6 separate regions of the Mus musculus genome follow, and regions 2, 3, 4, 5 and 6 are each linked to region 1. The links are chromatin contacts, called in public Hi-C, HiChIP or PLAC-seq and promoter capture Hi-C maps. All regions are on one chromosome and are shown on one strand. The core of a region is the stretch at or near the end of the contact, and the rest is flanking DNA. Distances in the headings are between cores, read along the strand shown.

Evidence for each region. Promoter capture Hi-C pulls out the DNA fragments that hold promoters and counts their contacts. A called contact is a pair of places that touch in the nucleus more often than the background predicts. HiChIP or PLAC-seq counts read pairs in DNA pulled down with a chosen protein or histone mark.
Region 2: a contact with region 1 is called in an H3K4me3 HiChIP or PLAC-seq map of neural tube, with 9 times the contacts expected there. The contact joins the enhancer-like site here to the promoter of Car10 in region 1. A contact is called at or near these places in 5 of 39 promoter capture datasets (the 3T3-L1 cell line, embryonic stem cells, hippocampal neurons and 1 more), 1 of 484 Hi-C or Micro-C datasets (cerebral cortex) and 4 of 115 datasets of contacts at active chromatin or transcription factors (embryonic stem cells, neural progenitor cells, neural tube and 1 more).
Region 3: a Hi-C map of cerebral cortex shows a contact between it and region 1, with 2.6 times the contacts expected there. The contact joins the enhancer-like site here to the promoter of Car10 in region 1. A contact is called at or near these places in 5 of 39 promoter capture datasets (the 3T3-L1 cell line, frontonasal cranial neural crest, hippocampal neurons and 2 more), 2 of 484 Hi-C or Micro-C datasets (cerebral cortex and cortical neurons) and 2 of 115 datasets of contacts at active chromatin or transcription factors (embryonic stem cells and neural progenitor cells).
Region 4: a contact with region 1 is called in an H3K27ac HiChIP or PLAC-seq map of VIP interneurons, with 5 times the contacts expected there. The contact joins the enhancer-like site here to the promoter of Car10 in region 1. A contact is called at or near these places in 6 of 39 promoter capture datasets (cranial neural crest, frontonasal cranial neural crest, liver and 2 more), 5 of 115 datasets of contacts at active chromatin or transcription factors (SST interneurons, VIP interneurons, embryonic forebrain and 2 more) and 1 of 9 other capture datasets (embryonic stem cells).
Region 5: an H3K27ac HiChIP or PLAC-seq map of VIP interneurons shows a contact between it and region 1, with 6 times the contacts expected there. The contact joins the enhancer-like site here to the promoter of Car10 in region 1. A contact is called at or near these places in 8 of 39 promoter capture datasets (embryonic stem cells, frontonasal cranial neural crest, hippocampal neurons and 3 more), 10 of 484 Hi-C or Micro-C datasets (brain, cerebellar granule neurons, cerebellum and 4 more), 11 of 115 datasets of contacts at active chromatin or transcription factors (VIP interneurons, embryonic basal ganglia, embryonic forebrain and 7 more) and 2 of 9 other capture datasets (embryonic stem cells and liver).
Region 6: a promoter capture Hi-C map of second pharyngeal arch cranial neural crest shows a contact between it and region 1, with 2.5 times the contacts expected there. The contact joins the enhancer-like site here to the promoter of Car10 in region 1. A contact is called at or near these places in 4 of 39 promoter capture datasets (cranial neural crest, frontonasal cranial neural crest, maxillary cranial neural crest and 1 more), 1 of 484 Hi-C or Micro-C datasets (nephron progenitors), 1 of 115 datasets of contacts at active chromatin or transcription factors (stem cell-derived neural progenitor cells) and 4 of 9 other capture datasets (adipose tissue, embryonic stem cells, liver and 1 more).

Annotation. Positions count from the first base shown.
Region 1 is chr11:93,096,977-93,099,882 of GRCm38.p6, forward strand. Car10 (carbonic anhydrase 10) reads left to right here and starts at 1,390. Exons shown (of 10, transcript NM_001361708.1): 1 at 1,390-1,746; 2 at 2,670-2,906.
Region 2 is chr11:93,592,788-93,595,693 of GRCm38.p6, forward strand. All of the region lies in intron 7 of Car10 (carbonic anhydrase 10), which reads left to right. Among named protein-coding and RNA genes, the nearest start is that of Gm24856, 180 kb to the left of the region's middle. Within about 2 kb of position 1,389, at least 10 of the 459 cell types and tissues checked have an H3K27ac peak or open chromatin away from gene starts, as enhancers often do. A contact at or near this core is called in neural tube, where this site is marked.
Region 3 is chr11:93,576,085-93,578,990 of GRCm38.p6, forward strand. It overlaps Car10 (carbonic anhydrase 10), which reads left to right. Exons shown (of 10, transcript NM_001361708.1): 6 at 2,582-2,677. Among named protein-coding and RNA genes, the nearest start is that of Gm24856, 160 kb to the left of the region's middle. Within about 2 kb of position 1,552, at least 11 of the 459 cell types and tissues checked have an H3K27ac peak or open chromatin away from gene starts, as enhancers often do. A contact at or near this core is called in cerebral cortex and cortical neurons, where this site is marked.
Region 4 is chr11:93,514,251-93,517,156 of GRCm38.p6, forward strand. The region is part of intron 5 of Car10 (carbonic anhydrase 10); the gene reads left to right. Among named protein-coding and RNA genes, the nearest start is that of Gm24856, 100 kb to the left of the region's middle. Within about 2 kb of position 1,486, at least 5 of the 459 cell types and tissues checked have an H3K27ac peak or open chromatin away from gene starts, as enhancers often do. A contact at or near this core is called in VIP interneurons, where this site is marked.
Region 5 is chr11:93,470,616-93,473,521 of GRCm38.p6, forward strand. All of the region lies in intron 4 of Car10 (carbonic anhydrase 10), which reads left to right. Among named protein-coding and RNA genes, the nearest start is that of Gm24856, 59 kb to the left of the region's middle. Within about 2 kb of position 1,401, at least 27 of the 459 cell types and tissues checked have an H3K27ac peak or open chromatin away from gene starts, as enhancers often do. A contact at or near this core is called in VIP interneurons, cerebral cortex, embryonic basal ganglia and 1 more, where this site is marked.
Region 6 is chr11:93,360,300-93,363,205 of GRCm38.p6, forward strand. The region is part of intron 4 of Car10 (carbonic anhydrase 10); the gene reads left to right. Gm35002 (a long non-coding RNA gene) reads left to right here. Exons shown (of 2, transcript XR_388957.4): 1 at 1-2,906. Among named protein-coding and RNA genes, the nearest start is that of Gm24856, 52 kb to the right of the region's middle. Within about 2 kb of position 1,457, at least 3 of the 459 cell types and tissues checked have an H3K27ac peak or open chromatin away from gene starts, as enhancers often do. A contact at or near this core is called in second pharyngeal arch cranial neural crest, where this site is marked.

The sequences.
Region 1 (2,906 bases), core at 140-2,639:
TGATAAACACCCATCGTGCTTTTCAGTTTTAAAACCACAACACTGTACTACAATGCTTGATGTATATAAGTCAGTCACTTGATATTTGCATAATCCGTTAATAAATGAATGGTTATGTGGTATAAAACCCAGTCACTTTGCTTGCACATCCAGAGAGAAAGCTCTCCTGCTGTCAGTAAACCAGCTTGGAATCACAGAAGGTAGGTCGCTATCCGTGGTGCTGACCTACGATGGCTCTGTTCACATTTGGCAAACTGCTTTCTTCTCTCTCTGCTCAAAAAAATCCCTTTCATGCAGTCTACTTTCAAGACACGGAGACAAACACTCCCCTCTATGTTTCCCAAATGGGCTAATTCTCACCGTCTCTGATTCTATTAATGTTCTCAAGTCTCAATGTCTTTCCTGCTGAGTCTCAAAGTTCTCTACCTAAAAAGCATGGATTTATTTCATCCGAGCCTCGATTTTTAATGCGTTGGCCACCTGGAGTCCTTGGCTGTCGTCTCAGAGGGGGGAAAAAATTCCCTCGGCCACACCTCCTTCTTAAAGAGTAGGCAAGACTGCCAGCGGTTCTTTTTTAGGATCCCCGGAGGCTGCAGAACCGCACACTCTGGTTTCTGCAGTCAGCTAGCTGCTTTCCTTCCTCTCTCAGCGCCAGCCCCCACACCCCCACTGCTCCCCTCCGGGTCTCATGACGCCCGACTTCCCAGTACAGAGAATCTCTAGACTTCCTAGACTCCATTCAAGAATCCGGGGAGCCCTCTGGTGTAACTACTTTGGCTCTTATGCCGCACCCTTAGATGCCACACAGTCTGGATGTTCGCTGTGTTTGCTGCATCTACTGTGCAGATCAAAAAACATGGTTCTTTCCCACCTTCTTCCTTTCCACTTCTCCACTCTTTCTATGCTTATTAGATCGAGGCTCACAGTGAAACAGCTTCTAAGCATCAGCAATTTAAAAGTACAAAAATATTCCCTGTGGGTTGTGCGTGTGTTTGTTGTGTGTGTCCATCCGCGCTTATGCAAAGCCTCCCAACGTCACACTTGGGTATCCGGACAAGCTTCTCCACAAACCCCAGATCTTTCCAGGGATTCCCTCTGCCCTGCCCTCTTCTTCTTCAGCACCCTTAAAAGAGGTAGGTCTGGGGCTTTCCGCCAGCCACTCCTGCCTTGATAGACGCACACAAATCTGCTGCAGTTTTTCCTTCCCTGTTCACCCCTAGCCCTTTTAGGCGAGCAGTCCGGAGCGCAGGATTTCCTAGCATTTACCCTGCATCCGCACTGCATTCCCAGGCCGCCCTTCCAGGGCTAGACCTTCTGCAGACCCGGCGGCTCCGGCTCCGCCTGGGTGGTGGGTGGTGCTCTCGCCGCCCCCTCCTTCCCCTGGGGCCCGAGAGAGCCGCGCGCTGGGCAAGAGTGCGCGCGCGCCGGCTTGCTGGGGGAAAATCTCCTTCCCTGGAAGCTGCTGAGTGTCGCTGACCGAGAGTATCCCGGGGTCCATCAAAAGCCACCAAAGCGTTTGAGAGCTTTTCTAAAGAAAAACGGTGAAAGAAAAACAAGAAGGGAAACCCGTTTCCCGGGAGGCCTGGGTTTCCGATGGTATCGGATTCTCCCGTAGCTGCTCTGATAGGGATGCGGTTGGCGGCCGCTGGTACCCGGACTTAGAGTGTCCGTTGCGAGAGGAGGGAGGTGAGGGACTTGCGGGCAAGAGTTGCACCTGATCAGGGAATCTGCGAAGAGAACTGTGGGGTAAGTAGCTTTCTTCTGGCATCCGAGCAGGATGGGGGCGGGGGGGGGGGGAAGGAGGGAGCAGGAGAGGGACGAAAAGGAGAGGGCAGGGAATGGATTATGAAAGAAAGAAAGAAAAAAAATCCTTCAAATTCCGCTGCAGAGGGAATGAGCACAGCGCAGTCCTTCCAAGATGAGTCCCGCACGGCTTTTCTGTAGTGAGCGAACAGCCGAGAAGTTCTTTTTAAAGAAAAAAGAAACTCCAAGCTCCTGGAGGGGAAGCGGGGCAGCCGGGCGGGGCGGAGTTCCAAGGCTGGCGCCTAGGGTCCCGGCCGAGGCAGTGGCCTGAAGTGCTGACTCCCAGCTACTGCTCCTTATGTCCTCGCCGCCCTCCCCGGGACGGACTTTTTGCCTCCGCCCCCGGGTGCCTGGCCGCCCCGCTGACGTGGGGACTCCGGGCGGCCGCACGGAAGCTCACCTGGCCGAGCCTTCTCCTTCCCCTCCTCCTCGTGCTCCCGCCCCCACCTGCCCTCCTCCTCTCCAAGTGGGAAGGCGTCGGGATCCGTAGGCGAGGAAATAACGACCCCTGCAGTTGCATTGCGGAAAATCTCGGCGGCGGTGCTAGTTGCGGGCGATGGAAGCGAGGCAATTGCGGGGTCTGGGGAGCCCTGGAAAATAGCAGAAAAGCGGAAAGCGCGCGTGCAACGAGGGGGAGTCAGTGAGACTCCCGACGCACCCCAGTCCTGGGAGCCTAGCCTTGGGCTCGGCGTCCTGGAAGCATCGCCTGAAGCCAGCTTGGAGGCGGCAGGCGGCTCGAGGACTTGGGGAGCAGGGAGGGTCAACGGAGGCAGCTGGTGACCTGTGTTTGCGGGCAATAATCCCCGCTTCTCTTTCTTTCTCTGTGTGCGGTGTCTGCTCCTCTCTCCCCACCCCTCCGGAAGCAGGAGAACTGGCCTGATCAGAGACAGCAGTCACCCTTTGACCATGCCCCGGTGAAGGGGGGCGGACTTCGAGGGCAACTTGTCGCGGACTACCTGGGCTCAGCTAGCCTACGGAAAGAGAGCAAGAGCCCAGAACTCTACAGCTCGGCCCAGCGGGGGGCTGTTGTCTATGTCTTCTTGGGGCGCCCGGCGGATCGGGGTCTCGGTTTTGCAGGAAAAGCCCAGTGCTGTTGGCTTCAG
Region 2 (2,906 bases), core at 139-2,638, 500 kb after region 1:
CCTGTCCAATGTTGACTACTCCTTACTTGATTTCTGCTCAGCACCATCACTAGGTAGAGCTGCTGAGCAGAAAGCATTATATCTGATCATTTAGTCTTATGTTTACTGAACAGTCTTTGATTCCAGACCTCAGACTGGAATCCACAGTAAAAGAAGCAAACACATTCCTCAGAGGCTCACAGTTTAGTGGAAAGAGTCAGATAGCTAAGTAATTCCTGGGAAGCTGATTTAGCTGGGAAAGTCAGAGTCCTGGGAATGACAGGGAGTTTACCAGGGGAGCTGGGCAAGGATGCTGGGGGTCAGAAAGGTGACATCAATGCCATCCAACATGGCTGAGTACTTTCCTGGATTGAGCCTTGTGCTAGACAGTATTTGTAAAGCATGGTCCTATTTGTTCCTCTAATAGCCTGTGAGGCAAGTATTCTACATCACATCTGTATGCTGTAGACATGGAAACAGAGGCTCTTATCACCTATGGGTCCAAGGTCTTACAGATACAAGCAGCAAAGCCATTATTCAAACTCAGGCCCCAAGCCCAGATTCTTCATGCTGGATGGTTTCAATTTTTGTAGAGGGAAATTAAGAGTAAGCATACAGACGAAAAAGATTGTTACGAAGGGCACAGTGGCGGCTGCTGATCTCAAAAGGGTGGCCACCAAGTGTTGCCATTGTGTCTGACAGAGGGGTGACCAAAAGGACTTTCCCACCAGGACCCCAGCAGATCATGGCTGGAATATGAATGCTATGGTGTTTTGTAAACATGCTGGCACCCTATGAAGAAAATAAACACATAAAACATCATATCTTTTGTTTCTAGCCTGGCTTTCCCCAACCCTTTCCTCAAATATGGCTGTAGCATAGAGGCTGGTCTAATTTCAGGAAAATATAAATCTTCTTTATCTTGGCTCCAGTTCTGCCTAGAATCTCCCTCATGTCTACTGCATTCATCCTTCCCTCCTCCCCACCGCCCCAAATAAAATAAAATAGAATCATAGCAGCGCGCTAGAGTACCCAATATGCTCTTCGTACAAGCTTGGTTAAACAAATCACATTGACCTTTAATAAAAAAAAAACCTGCGGAATGCTTCCTTCTCTCATTCAATATGTTAATCTTCAGGCCAAACCGCCATCAGAGCAAGCCTCATTAAGTCCAAATCTGATCATGCCATCTCTAGTTTGAAAGCCTTCAGTGGTTTCAAACTGCCTCCAGGCTGAAGCCCAAACTCCCAATAGCACAGGCAAGGGCCTCCTGGATGTGGCCTGCATTGACCCTGCTAGCCTCATTTCCCACAATATCCCTCCACCTCCATCCCGCCCACACTTAAGCAGTCCCTAAGTACCACAGCCCTTCAAAACTCCCTCAGCTCTGTCTCCAGTGCCTCTATCTGCAGTACCCTTGACACCTCAACCCCTGCTAGTCACACACTGATTACTTCCTGTCATTCAAGATGCAGTTCAAGGCAGTTCCTCCATTCATCTTTGTCTGAGTCCCCTTCCCCCACTCCAGATAAAGCTGACAGCCTCTCTCTTAGCCCGCACATCACTGTTTGTGACTCCTGCCTGCACTCTCCTAATTATGCCCAGATCCTCTGCTCTGAGCTTGGTGCTAGGAGCACAGGTTCAGCAGATCCTAGAAACCACTGCAGACAGTATGAGATGGATACCCATCTCATTATGTTATTGACTGATCAAACTCAGAAGGACTAGCACGGGGGTGTGTGCTGTGGACATCATGGCTCTGTGATAGGAAACCCTGATATCTCATGCCACAGAATAGACTCTTCCAGGCAGATTCCAGTTGCCGCTTCCCTCTTTGGCTTGTCCTGGGTCCTTACTGTTCCCATACAAAGTGTTTCTATTTAAATGGAAAAGTGTTTACAAGGTGCCAAGCATGGTAGAATACACCTGAAATCCCAACCAATGCTTAAGAAGTAGATAGTTAGTGGTTCAAAGGCAGCCCAGGCTACATGAATGACATCATGTCAAAGAAAAAAAAATGGCTAGAGAGCAGCTAGAGAGCAGCTAGGAGTACTTGCTGCTCCTGGGGAGGACTCAGGAGTTCATTCCCAGAAATCACATCAGGATCAGGTGGCTCACGGCTGTCTATAATTCTAACTCCAGGGGTTCTGGCAGCTTCTTCTGGCCTACAGGGGCATCTGCACTCACATCTGCATTCATGTAGAACCATAAGCAAAGCTAAATTATTTTTAAGAAGAGAGGGAGAATGGGGAGATGGAAGGAAGAATGAGAGGAAAAAGGAAAAGTGGAAGAGAGTGAGGGAGAAATCCTTCATCTTAGGGTCAGTCAAGTTTTTCTCCAAGTCCAGGTTGGCTGATCTCTCTTGGTGCATTGATGGAGATCTGGAGCGGTTCTTGTGGCATAGTAGAGGAGGGAAGGTATAATATTAAAATCGTTAAATAAATCTTGGCTGTGTGGTCCACACTACCCACCCACCAGTGTTCTGGGTTCCTCAATGAAAGACATACACACAACCTTTATATTTTGATATGCCTTAATCAGCTCAATATAAATTCCTAACCTCCACATGGCTAATCCACCTCCCTTCGATAATCCCAAGTTATCACTCACTACATTTCATATTCTACCTGGACTGCCCTGGACCCAGTTGGGCAGCCCTCTTGGGTCACATTCTCCTGGCTCCTACATGGCAGATATACCTCCCTGTTCTGTACCTTCTCAGGCGTGGTGTCTTTTTCTCTCCTTCCCCTTCACCCAGCATGCCTGATCTCTTTCTCCTCCCTCGGTCCCTAGCCTGGGAACCCTAAAAGTCCCTCCTCTGTATGCCTTGCCCAATCACTAGCTGTTGGCAACTTCTCTGATTTACCAATCAGAACCAACAAGCAGCAGGATCCCCGAGAGTCTTATGTCTGGATGTGTGGACTCTC
Region 3 (2,906 bases), core at 302-2,801, 480 kb after region 1:
GCTGTTCAGATTCGTGGTACCCTCTGAGTGAACATGGCTGCATTATTGATGCCCAATGATGTTCCAATGGTTTGCAACCCCACTGGACCTCTAGCTGGAGAGCTTTTTAGAAATACAGCACCTGGTTCCGCCCTCAAATTGTTATAACTGAAGTGGGGCAAGCACACATAGGAGAGTTTCAAAGTGCCAAGGGACCTGGATGGCCAGCAACACCTGCATTCTGCCACAAAAAGAAAATGTGACTTGTTGTTTTCAAAATTCAAAGGAAAGTTTCTATTTAGCTCATTATCTTTAACTCTGAAAACATGACTACTCCCCCGTTTAATGCAACACGGGATACTGACAATAATGAATGCTATTCAGAGTCATTCATTCAGAGTCACAAATCACTTTCCTGGCACAATCTTGTTAATTCCCAACCCAGCCAGTGCAAAGCACTGACACCATTACAGAGAGATCCATGATGCATTGGCTGTGACAGTGTTGTAAAGGGCAAAGCTATAGAAAGGCAGGAAAGCTGGCTCAATGCGTTTTGGAGTTTTCATGCAGGGAGGAGGCTACTAAGAGAGTTTGGGTAGATTTATATGTGTGAACTGGAACAAAAAGGCAGAATGAAATAAACTTTAGAATTGCAATTGTAAATTATTCCATTTTATTGTTTCTGATGGTATTGCTGTTGCTGTTTCTGAGACATGTCTTGGGTATCCCCAATTGGTCTCAATCTCACTAAGGAGTTGAGGATGGCCTTGAACCCTGATTTTTTTTTGCCTCCACCTCCCAAGTGCTGAGATTTCAGGAGTTCACCACCAAGCTCAGTTTATATGGTGCTGGATTTTGAACCCAGAGAAAGCAAGAGTTCTGCCAACTGAACTGTGTGTTCCCATCCCTCTATTGTTTAAGATTATTTGCATGTGTGCAGCTATGTACTTTATAAGCAAAGAAAACCATCTGGGTGGATTTATACTGAGTTGCTAATTTTTCTATCATGTGAGCTAGAGTTAGATGGAGACAAGGGAACTGTTAGACACATCTACATTTTTAAATTTGTTACCATAAAGTATGCGTTCATATTATTATAAAACTTTATTAAAAAATGCCTATAAGGTACATCTTAAAAGGGATAATCACACTAATTTTTTATGGGAAGAGAACAGGTTCTTGGTGAAGTGGTAAAAAATCTGATCATGTGGATAAAAGTCTATAGTGTGCTCATTTAGGCATATGCACATGCCATATTCCACAATGCAAGTTTTAAAGAATGAGGTAATGGAGAGAAACGCATTTCAACACAACTCAAATCCAGGACTCTTCCTGCACACACACACATGCACACACACACATACACACACACACACACACACACACACACACACACACACACACACACACACACACACACAACAGTGCTCACTGCACCAATCTTAGCAGGCAGTCACAGGTTTTGGTTAGAGGATGGGGAAACAAAATTTTGCAAAACCCAGTGAACCAGATGAACGGGCTGGCACTTCATGAGACAGAACCATCCACTCTCCCATCTGCAGAGCCAAGCATCCTACACACTGCCAATCTCCTCCCAGAGCCATGGGGATGGCTCAGAGTCTAACAGATCCTTGCTCACCCAAGGCTACCAGCAAGATTTACTCACTGCCAGTGGTAGCTGTTGGCGCTGCTGGGAGATGCCCACACCTGAAGGGCTGTTCCATTTCCTAATGTGGAAAATTCACTTAAAGATCACTTTAGGAGAAATATCCTGGGAGGGATGAAACACCAGATGGGTATAATCTTATTAAAAACATCATTGTTACCTCAACATGTTTGCAAATATGTGTAGATATGTCCATATCTCTCTCTCTCTCTCTCTCTCTCTCTCTCTCTCTCTCTCTCTCTCTCTCTCTCTCTCTCTGTGTGTGTGTGTGTGTGTGTGTGTGTGTGTGTGTGTGTATTATACACATAGATTCTATTTACACCTCCCTCTGAAATTTCACCAAGTAAAAGCGCATCCTTCTGATTGGAGGAACCAGACAGGTCAGGGACACCACAAGAACATGGCCCACAAAATCAACTGACCTGGACTTACAGAGGCTCACAGAGATCAGGATGCATGTAGGGGTCTGACATAGGTCCTCTGCATATATGTTATAGCTGAATAGCTTGGTGTTCTTGTGAGAACCCTCACAGTGAGAACAGGGGCTGTCCCTAACTATTTTGCCTACTTGTGGAACCCTTTTCCTCCTACTGGGTTGGCTCATCCAGCCTTGATGTGAGAATATATGCCTGGTCTTACTGTAGTGCGTTACACCATGTTTGGTTGATATCCCTGGGAAGCCTGCTCTTATCTGAAGAAAGGCAGAGGAGGGGCAGATCTAGGGGAGACAGGAAGTAGGGGAGATAGACTTGGGTGAGGGAAGGGAGGAGATACTGCAGTTGGGATGTAATACATGAGAGAAGAATAAGAAAAAGCATAGCCTTCTACTAGTCTCTCCGTATGCTTGCAATTCACCCTCGTATTGGAAGATAGGCTGTGCCTGATACCTTTCAAGCCAGGATTGTTGTTCTTATTCCTGATTTCCCTTCCTACCAGGTACAACTCATCCACTATAACCACGAGCTATACACAAATGTCACAGAAGCTGCGAAGAGCCCGAATGGATTGGTGGTAGTTTCTATATTTATAAAAGTAAGTCTTGCATGATTCCTGTACTCTGCTTGCCACCCCCTCCCGCGCCCCCCCCCCAATACCAACCAGAGCATCATTCTACAGTCTCTGTTGTAATTTTAAAAAGTTAAAGAAGTAATGTCAATTCATACCCATGCCTGCAGTAACGTTGGGGTCTTAGGACTTTTATAACCATGAGATTCATAAAAGATTCGGAGCTCTGGAAGTGAGGTGCAGAAGGGACAGGTTC
Region 4 (2,906 bases), core at 236-2,735, 420 kb after region 1:
AGTCTCTGGCTGACCATTTGTAGACTGATGCATAATATGTGTTAATCTGCTTTGCATCACAAAGACAAGTTGCTAAGATCAGCAACTGACAAAGAGGAGGGTTTATTTGACTCCCGGTTCTAAAAGTTTCATTTGAAGGCTGATCAACAACATTGCTTCTGAACCCATGGGGCAACAACCCCTGAACGTGGAGATGTGGGACAAAACAGCTTATTCTATGACCTATGACCTCTAAGTAAAAGAGGTAGAAGGAAGGGTAGGCTATCCAGAAAGCTTCCAGGAGGCTCCACCTCTTAAAGCTTTCCAATTGCTGCCACATTGGGAACGGAGCCTTTAGCCACTAGGCCTATAGGGGGCACTGCAGATGCAAGCTAGAGCAAATTCTCTTCCTGCTTGCTTCTCAGGAGGGCTAGAGATGGTGACTATTGATGCTTAAAGCAGCTCCCAAGGGAGGTTTCTCTGATCAATACTCAAGTGAAAACTCTCACCATTATCATTAGCCATTCCTATGCCTGTCATCTTCATCATGTGTTTGCAGGGAGACCAGAAGATGCAAACACAGATTCCCCGAGCCTTGGAGGCTTGATAAAGCAGGGGCATACCTGAGGCTTAGGACAGGACTTTCATGGAGGAGATGGAGTCCCTGTGGGTCTTCAGGGACAGGCATGGTTTGATTTTATTCTCAAGTCAGTCCTTAGAAGTTGTATTTTCACTTGCAAAATCCTCATTGCTTTAGAGAGCACATAATGTGGTTTGACTTGACGTTGAGGAGCTATCGTGATAATATTTCAAGAAAACAAAATAAAAAGAAACACTTACCCATGAACCTCCAACTCAACAAATCAAATTGCTTTCTTTATTTCCCAAGTTCAGCTAAAAGGTATTTTAGGCAAAGACGAAAATGAATAATGACACTGCATTTGGGGCTATTTGGGCTTCCCTTTACCTTATCCTGAAGATGGGAACACTGACCCACTCTATCACATTGTGGGTGCCTGGCTGATGCTCACAGAGAACCAAATGTATTCCAAAATTCACGTTAGTTGATGCTACATAGCCCAGCTCACCCTTCCTAGTTCATATGAGAAAAAACAAACAAACAAACAAACATGACTTCCTTAAGTAGAAAGTATGTGTGAAGAGCCACTTGATTGTAGCATGAGTCCTAGCCAAAGAATTAATTGGTTAGGCGATTCTTTTACATAGTCTGTTAATTCACTGGAATGGGGTGTGCCTGCCACCCTGCAAGGACAGCTACACGGCCACACTTACTTCTACCATTTAGAGTGGCCCTCTTCAAAATCCCTTGCACTCTCTAATGCTCTCATTCTTCTCTAGCCTCCTCCCAAATTCCCAGCTGTTTCATACTCCATCAGGCCGGCCTGTTGCTGCCATTCTGCCCCAGGCCCACATAGCCCCGCAGTACTATGGGGATCCAGGACTCAGCACAAAGATGTCAGAGCCATCGGCTTTGCTCACAGGTGCCCAGAGCGATGCCATGCATGCTGTGGACACCCAGTAAACACAAGCTGACTGGCTGCAGTGGTGCCCAGATAATGAGTGCCAGGCTTTTTATCTGTGCTCAGAAATACAAGGACAGATGGAGAAGAGGGCAGAGGGGGGGAAACGGTTTCACAAGGAGGCCCCAGCTAGTGCTACACCAGCACGCTTGTCAAGCAGAAAGCATTCTGACTTCAGAGAAGATAAAAGGGTCAGCAAGAACCCTATATGAATGGCAAGTATGTTTAAAAAAAAAAAATTCGGTCAGATCCTGTTTTTCTCACATCAAAGGAAAGATGAACTGACTGGGTTTCACAAAAAAGAAAAGAAAAAAAAACACTTCCCCAGTGACCTAGAAGAATATACACACATTGGTAATTCTTTGAAATTACAAGACATTACTTCCCTAAAAAAAATGTGTCTTTTCCATAGATAACTGTAGAATCACTTAATGGAGAACGTACCCAGTCCCTGCTTAGTACCAAGGGGCATGCCTGTCCCACACTGCATCCCAGGCACTAACAGAGCACTTACTAGCTGTGTATGTCCTCAGAGAATGCATCCTGCTCTTAGACCTCTTGCTTCAATGTCATGACTCACCAACCAGATTCAGTCTCATCCTTTGAACTTACCATTCGGCACTCGGGCTTCTGCCAACCTTGAGCCGCCGTTCTCATCATCTACATGGGCTAGGCTAGCCTGAAAACACACGTGCCTGGGGTTAACCGGGCACTGATATCACTTGCCTGCACTATTTACTGTGTGTCGCTCGTGTGTCCCAGTCCTGTGAGTGGAAACTCTTAATGACTCATTGATTAAAAACTGCCTAAGTTCTGGTATTCTAACTGCATCTTCCCGATCAGTCAAGTACTCTTGTCTATCTATACAGGAGAAGAGTGAACTTTATACGGAGCCTTTATTTCCTAGAAGACAATAATTGGGTGGGGGATGGGTACCCAGATTTGTTAAGGAAAGAACTGACTAGTGTAACCTAATGAGAAAGGACCAAAAAGATAAAGGCAAGTAAGCTTAAAACCCAGCTTTGCCAATGACCATGAGGCCTTGGGCAAGTCACTTGCTGATCTAGGCTTCATTTTCCATTCATAAAATGAAATGGTTGCACCACATGATCCTCCAAATGCCCTCCGGATTTAATATACTCTGATTCTTTTATTACAAGTCTGCTTTTCTCAGATTCCATTTTCTCATTTGGAAAATAATGATAATATGTCTAGTCCAAATTTCCTCTCAGGGCTATTGTAAGTGTCAAATAAGAAAATGCATGAAAGTCTGGGGCACATTGTTAATTTGGGTGAGTGGGCAGGGACTAGGAAGGCCCTGAAGCCATCATGCAACCCACTGCTCTTCGGTGAAGTTCCTCATATGAGCTGTGACTGTGAATAGGC
Region 5 (2,906 bases), core at 151-2,650, 370 kb after region 1:
TTAATTGTATCAAAGCCAGATGTGTTTCTGGCTTTGATCCCCCACCACAAACCACATACATGTACACACTCACACAGAGAGAGAGAGAGAGAGAGGGGGGGGGAGGGAGGGAGGAAGGGAGGGAGGGAGGGAGGGAGGGAGGGAGAGAGAGAGAGAGAGAGAGAGAGAGAGAGAGAGAGAGAGAGAGAGAGAGAGAGAATGAGAATATGCTGCCCATCCGGCTTGCAAGCTCTCATTAGCATTAAATGCCAAGTTTCCGGAATCCAGGCGCCTTGGTTACAAGTAAATCGGACATTGCTGCATTAATGTGGTAATGGAAATATAATGAAGGAATTTATTGTCCCTGAAAGACAATGTCTGCCACACAAACCCCACGGGATCACCAGACTGTAAGTGCAGCTCCACGCCTCCAACTCCACTAGCCCATAATTATCTCGGGAGGACCATGACCCTCCAGTTCTCCCTATTAAAAGTATATTTCCTTACAAAGTGAACTGTGCTTTATTGAATTGCATCATTTTGATCACTGGAAATTGACATATTGGGCTCATTAGCCAGGAAGTTGGATAGTTAATTTATGAGGCTTCTCAGAACCTGTCCCAGGCTAGTCATTGAGAGAACACAACAGCCTACGATGAGATGGGAGAAAGTTACTCCAGCGATTGCTTTATTTTCCTCTCATTATAGAAATAATGAACAAAAAACTTCTCTGCTACAGATATTGCCTTCCAGTCTCTCTCTCTTTCTCTCTCTCTCTCTCTCTCTCTCTCTCTCTCTCTCTCTCACTCACACACACACACACACACACACACACACACACACACACATACACACACACACACACACCAGAACGATTGTACTTTCTTATAACTAAATACTGTTTGATGGGTATGCAGGCTTACTGCGCTCATTAGCACCGTTTTCCTCTTAAAATGCTTCAACTGTGGAGATGAAAAGATGATCTAAGTCTTTGCCTTCATCTTTAATATTTAAAACTGTTCACACAACCTTTAAAAAAAATCAAATATTGATGCTGTTACCTGTTGTTCTTCAAAGTGGAGCAATTATACTGCAGGTCCTTCGAATATGCCTGCTTTTGTTAGAATGAGCACGAGGATGTCAGGGAGACATTTCTTTTCCCTGTCTGGGGCCTCCACCCTCCTCTGCCTCGGGTGGGAATCAGGGGAAAGCTTTTGACTCTTAATAAGGAAACGCGCTGAGACAGCTTCCCAAAAGCACCTAGTGGGCAGGCTGGCGGGGGATATGAGACTCAGGGAGCATCCTCAAAGTAGATTCTGTAGAATGGCACTGTGCCCTTGGAGCGATACAGGCTCCAGGCTCTCAGCCAGTTTGCCCACAGGAGGCCAGCTTTCTTCCACCTCTGCAACCTAGATTCTTGGGGAGCAGCCATTTTGTCTGGGATGGTTCCATACTGCCCTCTAGTGGCTGTGTCTAGAACCTCCGTGTCTAACAGTCCATAACTATTTTTCAGCAATCCCTTGCTGAGGAGTTCCCATGTCAGATACCGGGGATATGGAGACAAATGAGATGCACACCATGATCGCTAATTCTTCATGGTATCTGTAGGAAGAAACATTCATGAAAGCGGTTATAAAGCATGCTGATGAGTTCGGACACGTGACCACATGCAGAGTGCCCTGACAACACAGGAGAACATCATCCCACCCGTGGGGTTCCATGGAGGTGGATGAGATAGATGGTCCTGAAGAATTGAGAAGGGGGAAATGGGAATAGAAGAAAGGAGGCATCGCTTAGGCTCTGCTGGTCAAGACCTGTTATGCCACTACAAATGTGTGTTGTTAAGAGGACAATTACGTGCTGTGTCATTGAGATGAAAACAGTGCTTTTAGGGTACATTTCCTTACATCTCTTTGGGGTGCTTTCTGCAAAGGATGGCATGTCATTGCTTTATTAGCAGCATAACTTTTTCCTTGCAGAATGGGATGTTAAGTCATGCCATATCTTACTGTATAGAGCATCTGAGATTCGAGAAGTTAAGATGCTAGTTGTGGATGAACGAAGAGTTAGGGGTAGTGCAAGATGGGGGAACTGTAAATGAATGGCTGTGGAGACACAGACAGTGAGGCATCCCATGGAAAACTCAAAGACATGCATTCTTTGAAACGTCCCAAATACTTATAAGAAGTGGAACAAAACAAGAGGCAGTCCTGCTGTGGGGGGCATGGGGCGGGGGGAGAAGAGATTACTTGGAAAACATAGTAAATTCATGCCTTGCCATGAACATTCCAAACTCACTGATGAATTACATAGTGTGGAGGAGGAAGGCATCACGAACTGACCTCATGAGGAGAAATCCAAGCATCCTTCTAAAAGAGTAGGATGCAGAGATGTAGAAACGGGTTGCATAGCTCCCCCTTGGCCCTCTCAGTTCACAACCATTTCCTGCTGCTAAGAACCAGGAACAGAGGACCATGTTTAACTGGCTCTTACTCCACTGGGGAATACACTCTCCTGCTACCAGCAGGATCAATTGTACGAATAATTTCATGGCCACTCAGCACTTTGGTCATGGGTGAAATAAAAAGGTACTGTTTGCTTTCCCCTGTTAGATACCCAGGTTGTGGGCTCAAAACAAACAAAAAAAAAAACAAAAAACAAAAAACAAAAAACAAAAAACAAAAAACAAAAAAAAAACAAAAAAAAGCACACCACTGCACACACTACACTACCTTTCCTCAATGGGCATTTTATTATACTGGACACAAATTGGCTACCATACTCCCTGCTCTGAAGCCATGATGTGAAATAGCAGCCGCACCAAACGGAGCCATGTATCTCTGAAATGTTGATTATTGCAACGTGTGTCTGCTCACCCTGAAGGTGAAACTCTAGCTCCCACTGTCAGCTCCTTCATCATGTTCTTG
Region 6 (2,906 bases), core at 207-2,706, 260 kb after region 1:
GGATGGATCCCCGGGTAGGGTAGTCTCTGGATGGTCCTTCCTTCTGTCTCAGCTCCAAACATTTTCTCTGTAACTCCTGTCATGGGTATTTTGTTCCCCATTCTAAGAAGGAACAAAGTATCCGCATTTTGGTCTTCCTTCTTCTTGAGTTTCATGTGTTTTGCAAATGGTATCTTGGGTATTCTACATTTCTTTGCTAATATCCACTTATCAGTGAGTGGATATCATGGGTGTTCTTTGGTGATTGGGTTACCTCACTCAGGATAATATCCTCCAGATCCATCCATTTGCCTAAGAATTTCATAAATTCATTGCTCCATTCCTCTGTTGAGGGACATCTGGGTTCTTTCCAGCTTCTGGCTATTATAAATAAGGCTGCTATGAACACAGTGGAGCATGTGTCCTTATTACAAGTTGGAACATCTTCTGGGTATAAGATGGATCTTCTGGTAGTACTATGTCCAACTTTCTGAGGAACCACCAGTCTGATTTCCAGAGTGGTTGTACAAGCTTGCAATCCCACCAGCAGTGGAGGAGTGTTTCTCTTTCACACATCCCTGCCAGCATCTGCTGTCACCTGAATTTTTGATCTTAGCCATTTTGACTGGTGTGAGGTGGAATCTCAGAGTTGTTTTGATTTGCATTTCCCTGATGATTAAAGATGTTGAACATTTTTTCAGGTGCTTCTCAGCTATTTGGTATTCCTCAGTTGAGAATTCTTTGTTTAACTCTGTACTCCATTTTTAATGGGGTATTTGATTTTCTGGAGTCCAGCTTCTTGAGTTCTTTGTATATATTGGATATTAGTCCCCTATCAGATTTAGGATTGGTAAAGATCCTTTCCCAATCTGTTGGTGGCCTTTTTGTCTTATTGACAGTGTCTTTTGACTTACAGAATCTTTGCAATTTTATGAAGGACTGAGACCCTGTTCATTTTTAAATGGTGCTGTATTAGTGATAGTCTGTTTAAATCTGCCGGATGATTATGGAACTTGTTTCACAGAGGTCAGTGTTGACAATGGGCTACAGAACCTGAAGTTTTCTGCTCAGTCAGTACATACACACTTAACAACCTTTTGTTGTCTGTCTTAGCAGTGAGGTGCTTACTAAATCTACTAATGAGCTCTGTCTTTAAGTCCTCCCCAACACCCATGGCATAATCACCAAAATTCTGGTGAGCATACATGTGCCTAGACATGGGACTCAAGAGAGCAGAGTTCTGGTAAGCACTCAAGAGTCCCTTCTTCAAGAAACCCATGATCTTGCCAGGGATATTTTGCTGAGTTATGATCAATACCTCTGTGGAGTGTGAGAGTGCCATGGGAACACAATCTAATAAGCAGCTTCATTTAGGATACTTGGAGCCAGTCTTCTCCTAAGATGTGGTAGTCTTCATCACCACCACCACCACCACCACACCCTCCCAATAAGCTACTCTCCCTTTCTACCTCATTCTTTCAGATAGCTCTGTCCATGGTGCTGAACTCCTACCTAATAACTAGGCATCATGCGGAATACTACCAAAGATCTATAAGGGATGTTCCCATCTTAAACTTTCTGGTGAGTTTTGCAGTGGTCCTGGCAATGTCTTTTAGTAACAATGCCTGAAGAACACATGAATAAATTTATACGTAGGGAAACTAAAGTCTGAAGAAGCCTAGTAACTTAATGTGGATCACAAAACAAGTTCATGACAGAATCAAGGCCAGTTCCCAAACCTCATGACTTTTAAATATCTGTGATGGACCCTTCTTACATGTGGATCATTTACTATGGCTTCTGCTATCCATGGTATATATGAAATTGAAAATTTGAGGAAGAAATGATTTATCAATTTTCATTTGTATGCTATTCTGTGTAACATTATGTAACATTATCAAGATACCATTATTTAGTTCCTCCCATGCCCAGGATGTAAAGCACCCTTGTGTCCAGTCTATCCCCCTGCTACATGTTACCTACATGTTAGTAGCTATCTTAGTTGTCAGACTGATTGCATCTACATTGCCACTTATGTTAAAACAACTCTCCCCACAATTTCCTGATGGGAAGGTCTGTTCTTACTATAGATCCTGTCAACATCAAGAAGAAACTATCTTTATTCCCTTGTTAAACTTTATCCTTTTCAGTTAAAAGAGGAAGTTTATGGCTTCTCTTTGACCCACCCACGTTGCCAGCATGGCTACTTTGGGGATTTTGAAGAAGGAAAAGGAGCTGCACATTAATTTTTTTGCACACATCCAACTAAAGTTAGAAAAAGTTAGAGTTCCAGTTGTAGCAAGTACTTCAGTAGGATAGAAAAGCCATTAAACCTGTGTGTTAAGACACATATAATATATATGAAGTTCAATACTCATGGATTCATGGATTCATGGGTTTAGTCAATCTGAAGGGTTTTATGACATACTTTTCATACTTAAAGGTGATTGTTGTACTCTTTCCACCCCACTGAGTTCTCACTGAACTGCTTATGCCTCCAAGATCTTTTGTATGCATTGTAAAGTGTGTGTTCTTGTGCTTGTGATGAAACAAGCACTCGTGATTATTCAGTGTTCAAGACTAAAGTTCTTATAATTAACGTTAATCACAATGAACTTCTCCACCTTGATATTGTTTTTATGGCTACTCTTAAAAAACAATGGCCCTTTCTAAAATTGGATTCCCTTTGAGTTTCCTCCTCTTTGTAATTTACACTTTATAACTATTATAAGGCATCATCTTACTTCACTGCATTTTAATATCTCTAGACATACATGTATATTTATAAATGTGTCTTTATTTAATGTGAGCAAAATAATTTAGCTTAAACAGCATTGTTTTTCATGTATGTGTGTGTGTATATGTGTGTGTATTTGTGTGTGTGTGTGTGTGTGTGTGTGTGTGTGTGTGTGTGTGATAGAGAGAGA